Linked DNA regions of Mus musculus: regions 2 and 3 are each linked to region 1. A link is a contact called in public Hi-C and HiCAR-type data. All regions are on one chromosome and are shown on one strand. The core of a region is the stretch at or near the end of the contact, and the rest is flanking DNA. Distances in the headings are between cores, read along the strand shown. Region 1 holds the start of Polq (polymerase (DNA directed), theta). Region 2 overlaps Fstl1 (follistatin-like 1). Region 3 overlaps Gm35833 (a long non-coding RNA gene).

Region 1 (4,145 bases), core at 776-3,275:
ATTTAGCAATTCAACACCAGTCGATTGCTTATTGGGGCCTACAACCTCCCGAAGTGTGGGTTTATGGCCAGGTATATGGTAGTGATATTTTTGAGAAGTAGCTTTGGGTTTAGTTTTGAAGACTTAAAAAATACTGGGAATAAATATTGAAGATTTGAATGCGTAGTTTAGGCTTGTGGCAGGACACAGACCATCCCTTTCAATGCTTCCCCAGTGGACTTTCTTATCTCCTCATGGTTCACATAATAAAGTAAGTTAGTATTCGATGGGCTAATCGTAAGAGACTTCTCTGGCTTATTCTTTCTTCATTACAGTCTTGAATTATTATTAGGGCTTGTTAAAATATGTAATGTAATTTTCTCTGAACAGAACTTATGTGGCAGCCCTGGTCTCAGCATTCTGTATACTCATCCACAGATAATAGACTCCTACTCTTCTCATATGATGTGGGAATACTGAGGGGTTATGCAAGATGCCCAAGATAGCACAGTCAATACATTCTAAACCCAGACCCAGACTGTGTAGGTCTACAGCTGGACTTTTAGTTTCCACTGAGACTATAAGTCAGGATTCCTTTGATAGTCCTCTGTTCCTAGGAATTTCTCCCTGAGCAGTAGTCACAATTTAAATTAATAATTAATTTAGTCAATGTTTGTACCAGTATCTTTCAGAGCAGGAAGCGTTCCACCCTGCATCACTGACACTGAGACTAGTGTACTGTTGATGCCCAATAATTTCCTAGTGAATAAATGCATAAAGGAAGGAAGCGTTTCTTTCATGGAGTAATGCCTCCCTCTGGTGGGATTTTAGAATATTGTTTAACCACTTCCTAAATTCACTCCCCACATCCTTCCCCCAAACCAATGGCCATAATTTCTTCAGGATAGGCTTGTCACCCACTTGTTGGCTTGGTGAGATGAACTGTGGAACTAGGCAAGTACCAGGCACCGATTTACGTCCAGAAGTTGGTCAAAGCACATCTATAACTAACTTCCTTGTTCAGAATGACCCCTCATGTGCTTTCAGAGCCTCCTCTTTCAACACCAAAGGGATCTATCCAGAATCTCCAGTTCTGATCATACAATCCTCAGGATATAACCGCAGAAATAATCCCTTCCCTATCAACTGCCAACACAGAAGTGCAGTTCTCAACTCAGAGGGAATAAGAAAATTTATTCTGGAACAAATATGAGTTACTATGGCCCCAGGGACAAATTTAAATTGTTCTATATACTGTTTTGTGGTAGCAGTTTTACAGAGTTTTTATATTTCCGAGCAAAGAGAGCTATAACTGAAGACGTTTAAAGATACATTGATGTTAATGGAAACTTCAGGTAGGTTAGATCCAGCAAATCAAGAGAAACTTCTGCTGTAAGGCTCAGATGCATATAACATGCTTAGCTTTTGGGTTGGTGGAAGCTACATTCCCAAATTCGTACATTCCCAAACGACTTACTTAATAGTCACAAGAACATGACAGAGTTGTGTGACCAAACAAGTGGCTATTTAAGGGGCCGAGATAACCCAAAATAATTGACACTGAACCAGTCTACAGCCTGGAATGTTTAACCCGGGCGTGTCCTCTACTCCACCCCCATCTGTTATTTTAATTCACGTATTTGACAAGAGGAAAACCGCACAAATTACGCTCTACCAAAAAACCCTACTTTTTTTTTTTTTTTTACACAATCTGAAGAAACAAAAAAGAAACAAACACAATACAATAGTAAAGAAGAGATACTTTCCTAATCTATTCACATAAGGGCAACTCATTAGCTTCCGATTCAAACCAGAAATAAGTAAAAACAGGAGGAATGTTTTTAGAACAATCTACGAATGCAGTCAGATGCTCCGTTCCTTTTAATGTCTCCAGCACTCTATCCCCTTTTCTATCCCCAGCCGCCAGCGGAGGCCGGAAGCCAGATATCAGCGCGGGCTGTTCCGTCCCTCACCACTCTATGGTAGTCGGGTTATTCTAGCCAGGAGAACTCTGTGGTTCCGGGGCGTGCTGGGAGGCCTGCATTTGAAGATGGAGGCGGGAAGATGGAGGCGGTAGCTGTCACTAGGTTGGGGTTCTCCCGCGCGGGAGGCCTATGGGACTGTGTCGTGTCCTGAACAGTCGAGAGGAGCTTGTTTGCAATGAGTCTTCCGCGCCGGAGTAGGAAACGGCGGCGTTCATCGTCCGGCTCCGACACGTTCTCGGGAGATGGTGATAGCTTTGTTAGCCCTCAGCTCCGGTGTGGACCGGTGCTGAGTCCACCTCCGGGGCTGGGACGCGGCCGGAGGCTCACAGGGACAGGTACTCGACCCGCGGGGCCGACGCGGCCGAGGGCAGCAGGGGTTGAGATGGGCTGCGAGAGTATCAGGGCCATGCACTCCCGCACCGGAGCTGGATAGCTGGAGGCAGGGCTGCTATCCAGTACCCGGCCTGGGACTCAACCCTGGGGATGGCTTCCCTCTTGGCCAGCATGCACAGCTGATGGTGTTTTAGTCCACCACTGCCCCAGTAGATATGGGCGTTCTTTGGTTTTTGGGTCTTTACACCTTCCCAGAAACAACTTCCAAGTTGGCCAGATCCTGTCACCATGTCGAGGGTTTGCTTAGGATAAATGTCCAGTGGTACAACTTCATATATATAAGTACCAAATTTCTGGGTGTGGTGTAGGATGCAGGCTCTTTGGACTGCAAAGAGCAAAGCTGGAAGGCACATGTTGTCTTAGAACCTTAACCCAGTTCTTGTTTGCTTTTTTGAGATAAGGGCTTGCTCTAGGTCAGGCTGGGTGCTGTCTCGATCTCGGACCAAGGGTGTTTATCCGTAAATGTTGGGATTATAGGCCTACACCAGTGCATTTCATAATTCTTTGCCCTTGGTTATGCAGATACCTCAGTACTAAATCGTAAAGAGAAACTCATCTAACAGCTTTGTAATGCTTAATCACCCTTCTACCTCCACATCTGTACAAACTTTTTATTCAGTGTGTATAGCACACTTTTTGGTTTTTTCGAGACAGGGTTTCTCAGTATAGCCTGGCTGTCCTGGAACTCAACTTTGTAGACCAGGCTGGCCTTGAACTCAGAAATCCATCTGCCTCTGCCTCCCAAGTGCTAGGATTAAAGGCTTGTGCCACCACCGCCCAGCTATAGCACACTTTTGTTTGTGGCTCTTAAGAGTTTTCAAATTTTCATCTAGTAAATAAAAAATTGCTAGCATTTTTCTGTATAGGATCAGTTTCTTAATAGGTCTCTAGAAGTGAAGATGTGTTTTAAGTTTGGTAGGAATTCAAACAGGTTTAACTACTAAACTTGTATGTTGGAGGTAATTAAATTGTTTTTGTTTTTCTGAAAGGAACAAACAAGCGAAGAGTTTCTGATGACCAGATAGACCAGCTGCTGTTGGCAAATTGGGGACTTCCTAAAGCAGTTCTGGAGAAATACCATAGTTTTGGTGTAAGAAAGATGTTCGAATGGCAGGCAGAATGCCTTTTGCTTGGTCACGTCTTGGAAGGAAAGAATCTAGTTTATTCAGGTATTCAAATTTATGTAAACTCCTTTCACTAAAATTATCAGTGTGAACAATTCTCTTTTGGGTTGGTTACATTTTTTAAACAGGAGGAATGTCATCATTTGCATCCTGACATCATGAAAGTTCTGTTGTGTGGTAGAGGAGGGAAACAAGGACATTTGCAACGTATGTAGGAAAAATTCTGCTTGTTTAATTTAACGTATGTCTCAGTGAGTCTGAGTCTGTAATGCTTAACGTATGTCTGAGTGAGTCTGTAAGAGATGCCAGCCTGCTCTTTCCTCATTTGATCTCAGTTGCTTTTAACTTTTGTATTCATAACTGAGGTGATTGTGCAGGGTCATACTTACAAAACAATATGTCGTATACTTTATAAGGTTTACATGGGTTTTCAAGAGCAACTCTGATATGAACAATTTTTAACCTATGTTTACTGAAGTGACTTAAGGATCAAATATAAGATACAGTTCCTTTGTGCCAGTTTCCTCTGAAGTTCTGAGCCATTCAGATGTTTTTTATAAGGCTATGAAAAAGAACCACAGTAACAACTAGGTAGATATAAGTTCAGAATGATTGGGTTTGGGAACTCTATCATTTACTGGCTGCTTGGATTTGTAAATTGGAG
Region 2 (4,145 bases), core at 898-3,397, 780 kb after region 1:
GGCCCCCAAGGTCTGTCTTTAACATTACAGAGCACTTTTGTTATTAAGTGACAGTGATTGTGGGGAACAATGAGGTAGTCCATGATGTTGAGGTAGGTCCTGGGACGTGTTGGTGGAACCTGGTGCTCTGAAGGAAAACATTGGGTTCTGCTAAGAGAGCACTGCTCCACCCGGAGCCCAGCCTGACTCCAGCTTCACGTGCTCACAGACCCCATTCCCAGGCCAGGGCTCCTCCCTGCCACCCTCTCCCTTTCTCTCCTCATCCTATTGCCTAGCCTTTCCTCTCTTGCTTTTCCCGCTCTCCTTATAGACATCACCCCGAAGTGCATGAGCTGTTAGGAGCTGACGGATATCTACAAACCTTCTGCTCGTCTCCACACAGTTTAAACTCACAGACCCTGGTGTGCTCCTCCGTATCACTCCCCTGAAATAATTCCTTTTTTCATAATCAACTAGCAAGAGGAAAGCCAAAGGTCTCCCACACTTGTGCTCCCTGTAGGGCACTAAGTTAAAGCCGGTGAAAAACATACTCTCTGGAGTGTTTGGTCTCGTGCAGTGTTTCTCAACCTGTGGGTCCCAAATGACCCTTTCCCAGGGATGCCTACGGCCATCAGAAAACACAGATATTTACATTATGATTCACAACAGTAGCAAAATTACAGTTACAAAGAAACAGTGAAATAATTTTATGATGGGGGGGGTCACTACAATATGAGGAACTATTATATTAAGGGGTCCCAGCGTTAGAAACATTGAGAACCTCTGGTCTAATAGGAGAAGTAGGCAGGGAAGGTCATGGCCTCAGAACTGTCCAGTGTGAGAAACAGTGGATCATGGCTGAGAATCTACCCTGTGCAGAGGTCCAGGAAAGTCTGTCAGAGGAAGTAGCCTGCGGCTGAACTTGGAAAGGGACCTACAGTGTAGCATAGGCAGAAAAGAGAGCTTCTATTTAATCCTCAAAAAGTGACAAGTAACTATTATAAGGCTCATTTTACCCATGAAGAAACCATTCAGTTACCCTGTATCAGCTACCTAACCAATGGTAGAGCCAGGATGTAAAACCCAGGGTTTGATATCCCCAAGTCAAAGCTCAGTGGTTTGTGCCCTTGGGTCTGATTTCCAGAAGCCAGACTCTGAAAACACACCAACAATGAATGTTGCCTGTAGTATGGCTCCAGCACTGTACAGTCCTAGTCACTAACTATTCAAGGCACATCAGTGCTAAATGGCTCTAGTACCTGACCTGATCCTGCAGCCTCGCCTGCTCCAGCCACATGATCTCCACTTGAATCCAGCCCCAGCTGCCTCTCTGACATGTGCGGAACTGCAGTTATTATTTGGGAATATTGCCAGCTAATGGCCAGAGACTCGGGAGATGTTTTAAGGCAGTTTCTGTGTCCTTGAAACGTATTCACAACTGTTCCATACTATGTAAGACCGAACTGCAAAATGGCTCTAAACTCCAATCTGATTGCTAAATATGGCCGTGTAGTGCACAGATGCCTGCCTGAGGGGGTCAGTTGGGCCAATCCCACCCTGCACTGCACTCATAAAGGCGTGTGCCCTGCCACAGGGCCCCCCTGCCACTCAGAAGAAAAGGCCCTTTTCCCCACCAGCTTAGATTAGCAAAGCTTCCCAAAGCTAACATTACCCCCGAGTCATAAGCCTATTGGACTGTGGCTGCCGTTTCTGTGTCTGTACATTTTAATCAACTGGTTTCATCAGAATCCTGAGGCCCCCTTCAAGAGCTAGTTCTTTTTAATGAACAAGCTAAAATAACACAACTGGAAAATCTTTTTTTTTTTTTTAAACATAGTCCTTCACCCCTACAGTGTGCATCTCTTGGATATTACTCACTTCAATTTGGGTGGGGAACTGTGAGTTCTCAGGGACTAATACGATCATCCTCAGCTCCCCATGATGGATGGATTAACGGAACTTCCCTCGGCCTATAGCAGGAGTCCAGCTCCTGGGACGAAATGTCTTAGATAGAGCCAGCCCCCAGCCTGGAGCCTGTCGGAAGTTGTGTCCTGTGTTTGCATTAGCTGAACAAAGAGCTACAGGCTTTCTCGCCTGGCTCCCCTCCTCCCTCCTTCTCTCCTGCACTGGGAGAGGCCAGCTAAAGTCTAGACAGCAGAGGCTGCTTGGCACCGCGCCTTCACAGCAGCCTGCAGGGCTCTGCAGCCCTGACTCCCTCAGCACTGCTCACTCTGGTTCCTTCCTTACTCATTTCCTGCTTTTCTCAAAGTCAGCCCTGAGTTGTCTTGGGGGGCTAGCATGTACCCACACACGTAAGAAGCAAGTGAGTGAATTATGAGCCTGCCCAGGATTCGGCTGCTTTGTGAGGTTCTGAACTGAGAAGTTACAGCTGGCCACGTGGCTGAGATTACTGTCCTAGCATCAAGCAAGCTCCCTTCATCTTGGGCCAGACAAGGTTGGGATGAATAGCCCAGTGGTACCCCAAGTGTGGACTGAGACAAACATCTAACCCCTCATCCCCCTCAAAAGAGTGGGAGAGACCCGCAATGTAAACTCTATCCCTGTAAGTCCACGCAATTTGGATCATCAAAATATTCTTACTTAGAAGTAGGATATTTGATTAAGCTCTTACGTCAGTTTCCTACCCGTGGGGAGCCATGGGAAAGAGAGGCTGGCCAAGGACCAAGAAAACAGTGTGGAGAAAGGCAAGAGGCCCCTGGGTCCCCCTCTTAGGTACTGAGTGCATCATCGAACTCCGAAGTGCGGTGCCTCAAGTGCCTTTGTGCTCTGCAATCCCAAGTCCTGATTACCCCACAGATATGAGTCATTTGGCAACTGTGCATCAGCACTGGGGTGGGGATGGGGGGGGGCTGGAATATCCCAGATCCCCCTGGGATTTAGGGAGGGATCTACAAACAACAACAGCAATGACAAAATGAAGATCAATCCAAACTCTATGATTTTCATGAGAAAACCGACTTTCTTCCGACTTTTCCTTCAGCTGTAGCATTGCAAAGGGCTTACAAAAATAGCTGTGTGGAAATGGTGTTTGGAATCATTCTCATCTCTCACCGTGTTGCCTGGCCCATGACCAGGATCTAGGAGCTCCTGAACAGGTGTTGATGAACGTCCTGCCTCCATCCCCTGTCCCTGATCTGGCAGTCGGCTGCATCAGGCACTGGTCTTTGTCTTTGTCATCAACACTGAGATCCAGTGACCTTTGTAAGCAAGCCAAGGCTAGCCTGGAGGCTTCAGCCCACTGGTGTGCTTGGTGCCATGTCCTGACTCCAAGCCCTAGTAGATAGCCAGGTAAATTGCCCTGACTTCTGGTCATGAATAGGAGCTAGCCATGCAATGTCTGTGTCCTTCCTAATAGAAGTTCTTGTACAGGTTAGAACTGGACACATGTATGTACACACATCTGCACATCTACACGCATGCACACTGGCTTAAATTTCACCCCTCAGGAACAAAGCCGTCTGCCAGTATCTTGTAGTAAGACTTTTCTCAACCACAGATTCCTACGGAAACGAATGAGAGGGACACATGTGTGTTGGGATTTTCTCTGATGAACTGCCTTGTTGTACCTTGTGGCTTCTGTAGACTGTCATGATGTCTAAGCCTAGGCGCAGCGCTTATCTTTTGTGGTTATGAAACTTAGCTGCTAGTGAACTCTTGTCATTCAGCCAGTCGGTCAGTCATTCTGCTTTAACCAAAAATGGTCAAAACATCTGCAATTAGTTAAGCCAGCTAAGTTTCGGAGAGGGAGTGATGTCTGGGGCATAGCATTTTTAAGAAAGCAAGAAAATGGATAAGGGACTAAACGCCAGCCCAGGGGGATTCCTGGTTACTGCCCCAGGGATCAGTGGGTGGTTTAAACGGTGAGGTGCTACGGGAGGAATGTCTGCTGGAGCAGCTCTATCTAGTGAAGCAGATATGCATGTGCTCACAGTGAGCACGGACACCCAAGTCCCCTTTACTGACTGACAGCCTCCATCTTGAGGGCCCAGGAAGACCTCATGGCTTCTTGCTGGTTTAGCCCGGTTCACAGAAGCTTTGGTTGGAAAGAGGCAAATGTTCTGCAGCCATTCATTCACAAATGGCTGCTTCAGGCTTCTCTAAATGCTGTAGCTAGGATTCCACCATCCATTAGGGCGGGGCCAGGC
Region 3 (4,145 bases), core at 1,025-3,524, 670 kb after region 1:
TGTCAAGGACCTGGTTACTTGAACGATCATCTCCCTGAACCTATGAAGAACCTTGGATTATGGTTCCTGGGGGTGGTGTGTGAAGCAGACACTGAGAGGGGAAATTTATAGTACCAAATAAACAGTCTACAAGCTTGGAACAGGGCTGTGCGCTCCATAATTTCCCATCTCTGACTGAAACCTGCCCCCTGCTGGCCATGATCGGCAGGCATCCATAGCAGGGGCAGTTGAGTAGGTTTCTTCTACCTTATGACTAACAAGTTAGAAAATGTTACAATCCATTCAGCTATTGCAACACAGACATTTCATCTTGCTCAGAGCATTTATCTTTTGCCTGTTTTTTACCCCCTTTCAACCGAAGCAGAGCTTGACTAGTTTCGGTTGTGAATCTTTCATTGGCAATAAATATTATTTGTATTTTGCAGTGTCTGTCAAGGCCATTCTGCTCCCATGGACTCACAAGTCCCCCAAATCCTCTTCTACGGTGACAATAAGCAAGGGCTATTCAAAACGGGAGGTATAATTTGGAGGCTGTCAATTTGCCAGGAATTTTGCAAAGGTGTCTTGCAGATAGAATAAAGGGTCCCCTTGACTTCTGTGGAATATGCGCTTAGCTTAGCCAGATCCCTGCAGAGTGTCAGATGTGTTGGGATCCCACGAACACATGACAACACTTTTCTTTTTTTTCTCCTCCTACATCAACACCCTGCAAGCAGACCCAGAGCACAAAGTCAGCCCTGGAAAGAAGAGGAGCCAGTGTCAACCAGCTGGATGGTGAGAGGAAAACGTGGAGGTTGGCAGAAGGACAAAGGAAAGGCGGCTACCTCGTCCTGAGGGAACGAAAGAGCAAGTGGCCATTTCCGGAGAGCTGCACTGCTCCCTGCAAGGCTGTGAACCAATGGTGGTTTGCCTTCAGGTTAACAAAAGAAAAGGAATCCTTTGGATGTTTGCCCAGAGCCTTTGAAAATAACCTCATGCTACCACCCTGAACAATGTTTTAGGGACATTTAGGGACCCTGAAAGAGGCATAGCTCTTTTATGAAAGGAAAGTTGCTTGTTTTGTTTTGAGACTGGTTCTCACTTTGCAGACCAGGCTGGCCTCTGCCACTGTGCCTCTCCCGGTAAATTGCTAATTTGTGAAGAGGAGGTTTTGAAGAGAAGGGGAGGGGGCATAAGACGGTCCATTCGGGGGGAACAAGCATCCTAGTCACACATCTGAAAATCTGCCCCTCCTTCACGTGATGCTCATACCCTCTGCCTATTGCCCAGGGGTCTCCCTTGCTAACCCAGGACCACTCCCCACGGGTGTGGCTGCTCCAGTCAACAGCTGCTAGCTCCTATATTCTGTTCCTGTTGCTTCAACGCTGGAGGTCCTTCTTTGTCTCTCCCTCAACCGCTGCCTCTGGACTTGGCATTTCTCATACAGAAGGCTAGCCTTTGTGTCCTTTAGGAAGGACAGGGCTTCTACCTTGTTTAATATCAACCTTAAGGAGAGGAGACGAGAGAAGAGGGGGAGAGGCCGGGAAGGAGGGGGAGACAGAGACAAAGAGGGGGAGGGGAGAGAAAGGAAGAGATAATGAGGAGAGGGAAGAAGGAAGGGAGGAAAGGAGGGAGGAGAGACAGACAGACACACACACACACACACAGAGAGAGAGAGAGGGGGGAGAGGGAGAGGGAGAGAGAGAGAGAGAGAGAGAGAGAGAGAGAGAGAGAGAGAGAGAGAGATTTTTTCTTCTGTCTTTCAGAGAACATTCTGCTCTTGCTGTTCTCAGTTCTTCCTGTCTTTTGCAGAGCTTAAGACCGAGGGGAGAGGGAAGGAAAGGAGAGCCGGGTGCGTCTTCGCTGCTATGGAGTTGGATGGCTTATTTTGGATGGCTTCCTATCTAGACCCGGCAGGCCCGCCCCCTAAGCAAAGAGGCCTTGTTTAATGCCAGCGTCACATTTGAGGCAAGAAGATGAAAGTTCAGAAAAAGTCCCCCTTTTTAGGAATTTTTGCAGCACTTTTATTTGCGTGACACATATTAAAAAAAAAAAAAAAAAGTCTGTTCGGCTACCCTCCTGCATGCCCTCCCATTAGCATGGCCCCTTCATAACTGCCTCCTCTGGGCCTTGGGACCTTGGCAATCAGTCAGGGCATTTAAGCTCTGGCATTAGGCAGCAGGATTTGGAAAAGCCAAGACCTTGGGAAAGAAAATAAAAGTCTTAAGTGGTCAAAGCTGGGGTTACGTAATCCTATTTCTCTTGGGATCCAGATGGTAACGTTCTTCAGGGCAGCCAGTAGGGGGAGCTCAGGACGTTTATCAGAACTCCAGCGATCCGATGGTCAGGAGCCAAGTCAAGGCACAAATAAAACAATGAACCTTTGTGGTTTCTCTTCAGCTCTTAATCCCGAGAGGCTTCAACCCGGACAGCCTGATTCCCACCCTGAAGGACCCAGCGACCTTCTCCCAGGACGCCTTAATAGGTTTTCCGGAGTCTGTAGACTCAAATCCCCCGCCCCCTCCTCCTAAGTCTCTCATCGGTTTCCCAGGCTCTTGTGGGCTCCGTGCCTTTCTTTTGTCTTCCTGACTTTCTTGTGTCTAAGTTTCTTTCTTGTTTCTCTTCACTATCCTCGAGTCACTAGTAAAACCTACGAAAAATGCAAGGGGGTGAGCCCACCCCCAGACAAATACATCAAAGCCCCGCACTTTGAATAAAATCTAAAACACGCTGGTAAGCAAAAATGGCGAAGTCCGCCACCACGTGGCCGTGAGGTCGCATCTTTCAAGTCCTTGTCTTTGCATAAGCGGCCCTTTGCTACCCCACAGTGACTTCGGTCTGTCTCTTAACTTCCAGGACTGGGTCTCCTGGGTATTTTAGAGAAGGCACTGTCAGCTTAAAGCGGATAACTCCAGTTGTGGGGTTTCTGATTTTTGAACAACAGTCTCCTGAACAGTTCCAGAGCACAATGGAATTTTTAGAGTTAGGGACTGCTGTGATCCAGATAAGAAGTGGAAAAGCAGTTTTGCTCTCTGCCTAACTCTCCCTTGATCTGTGAGGTTCAGGTTCTCTGGGTGTGGGGGGGCCAGAACTTTTTCCTTTTCATTTGTTTTGAGATAAGGCCTCATATAGCCCAGGTTGGCTTGAACTCACTGTGTATCCAAGGCTATCCTTGCATTTCTGATTTTTCTGCCTTCTCCTAAGTGCTAGGATTAAAGGCATGTACCACACCCCAGGCCAAGTACCTACCTTTATTTACAGAACATTTCTCTTGGGGAACCTTGTATTTCTCTTCAAACTTGCAATTACTTGTGTGTGTGTGTGTGTGTGTGTGTGTGTGTGTGTGTGTGTATCTTTGAAGAAAATAGAGATTACATTCTCTTCCTGGGCTTTTAGACCCTAGGGAATCTAGAAAACATGGCTAAGCATGTTTGTAAAATGCCGGAAGATTGTATGCCAGTCAACTAGCAGAAGCTGCTTGGCCTGAAGCTCAAAGAGGCACTGAGGAGGCATGCTCTCTCTCAAATCTGATGCTGTGGTGGTGTGACTATTGTAGCCTCCTAATTGATGGCTCTCCTAATTGATGGCCCTCCTAATCCCATGGCCCCACCTCCCATTCCACTAATAGTCACATGAGTCCCTGAGAGGAAGAAACTAATTAGATTGGATAGGGCATGATACCCTTCGAGTTAGCCATGCTAGCTTTCTCCAGGAGCCAAGAACGGAAGGAAGCTGAGGTCTTGTCTAAGTCCTTGCCTTGCTAGTACTAGGCGGCTGCTCTCTCTCATTTCCTAGTTCCAGATGCTAATAGGGCTACGTGTAAGATCCAGGTAGGAGGTAGAGGGCAAACAGTCAATGTGACTCAATCCAGCATTAACAGCACCCTTTGCAGGGCCTTGGCCGGCTACAAAGACTGAATGAGACAGGTCTGCCCTGAATATAAATGCTCCCATTGCACACCTCTCCAGTATCTCTGAAGGAGAATAAAAGATGAAACTGCCACAACTCCTCCCTCCCCCCAGTACTGCCAAATAGGAGCATCATCAGGCAGGCTGCCTCTGCAGCACAATCCATAATCGCTCTGACTTCCAGAAGAACAACAATGAAAGTTACATTGCATTCTAAATTAAGCTTTGCATCACTCTGGAAACTAACAAAGAACCCCT

What was found. Hi-C and Micro-C count contacts between places; a contact is called where the count stands out from the background. HiCAR-type assays count read pairs that join an accessible place to other places.
Region 2: a contact with region 1 is called in a Hi-C map of reprogramming fibroblasts, with 3 times the contacts expected there. The contact joins the enhancer-like site here to the promoter of Polq in region 1. A contact is called at or near these places in 2 of 39 promoter capture datasets (hippocampal neurons and liver), 1 of 484 Hi-C or Micro-C datasets (reprogramming fibroblasts) and 1 of 115 datasets of contacts at active chromatin or transcription factors (bone marrow-derived macrophages).
Region 3: a contact with region 1 is called in a HiCAR-type map of astrocytes, with 2.7 times the contacts expected there. The contact joins the enhancer-like site here to the promoter of Polq in region 1. A contact is called at or near these places in 8 of 39 promoter capture datasets (the 3T3-L1 cell line, 3T3-L1-derived adipocytes, the C10 cell line and 4 more), 2 of 15 datasets of contacts at CTCF or cohesin (the NIH/3T3 cell line and pro-B cells), 4 of 484 Hi-C or Micro-C datasets (the G1E-ER4 cell line, the N1E-115 cell line, muscle stem cells and 1 more) and 2 of 115 datasets of contacts at active chromatin or transcription factors (acute myeloid leukemia and astrocytes).

Annotation. Positions count from the first base shown.
Region 1 is chr16:37,009,761-37,013,905 of GRCm38.p6, forward strand. It overlaps Polq (polymerase (DNA directed), theta), which reads left to right and starts at 2,026. Exons shown (of 30, transcript NM_029977.2): 1 at 2,026-2,299; 2 at 3,347-3,526. The coding sequence starts at 2,140.
Region 2 is chr16:37,786,469-37,790,613 of GRCm38.p6, forward strand. All of the region lies in intron 2 of Fstl1 (follistatin-like 1), which reads left to right. Among named protein-coding and RNA genes, the nearest start is that of Fstl1, 11 kb to the left of the region's middle. Within about 2 kb of position 2,148, at least 194 of the 459 cell types and tissues checked have an H3K27ac peak or open chromatin away from gene starts, as enhancers often do. A contact at or near this core is called in hippocampal neurons and reprogramming fibroblasts, where this site is marked.
Region 3 is chr16:37,682,592-37,686,736 of GRCm38.p6, forward strand. It overlaps Gm35833 (a long non-coding RNA gene), which reads left to right. Exons shown (of 3, transcript XR_876061.1): 2 at 717-916; 3 at 1,792-2,707. Among named protein-coding and RNA genes, the nearest start is that of Gm35833, 3.9 kb to the left of the region's middle. Within about 2 kb of position 2,275, at least 216 of the 459 cell types and tissues checked have an H3K27ac peak or open chromatin away from gene starts, as enhancers often do. A contact at or near this core is called in 3T3-L1-derived adipocytes, the G1E-ER4 cell line, the N1E-115 cell line and 8 more, where this site is marked.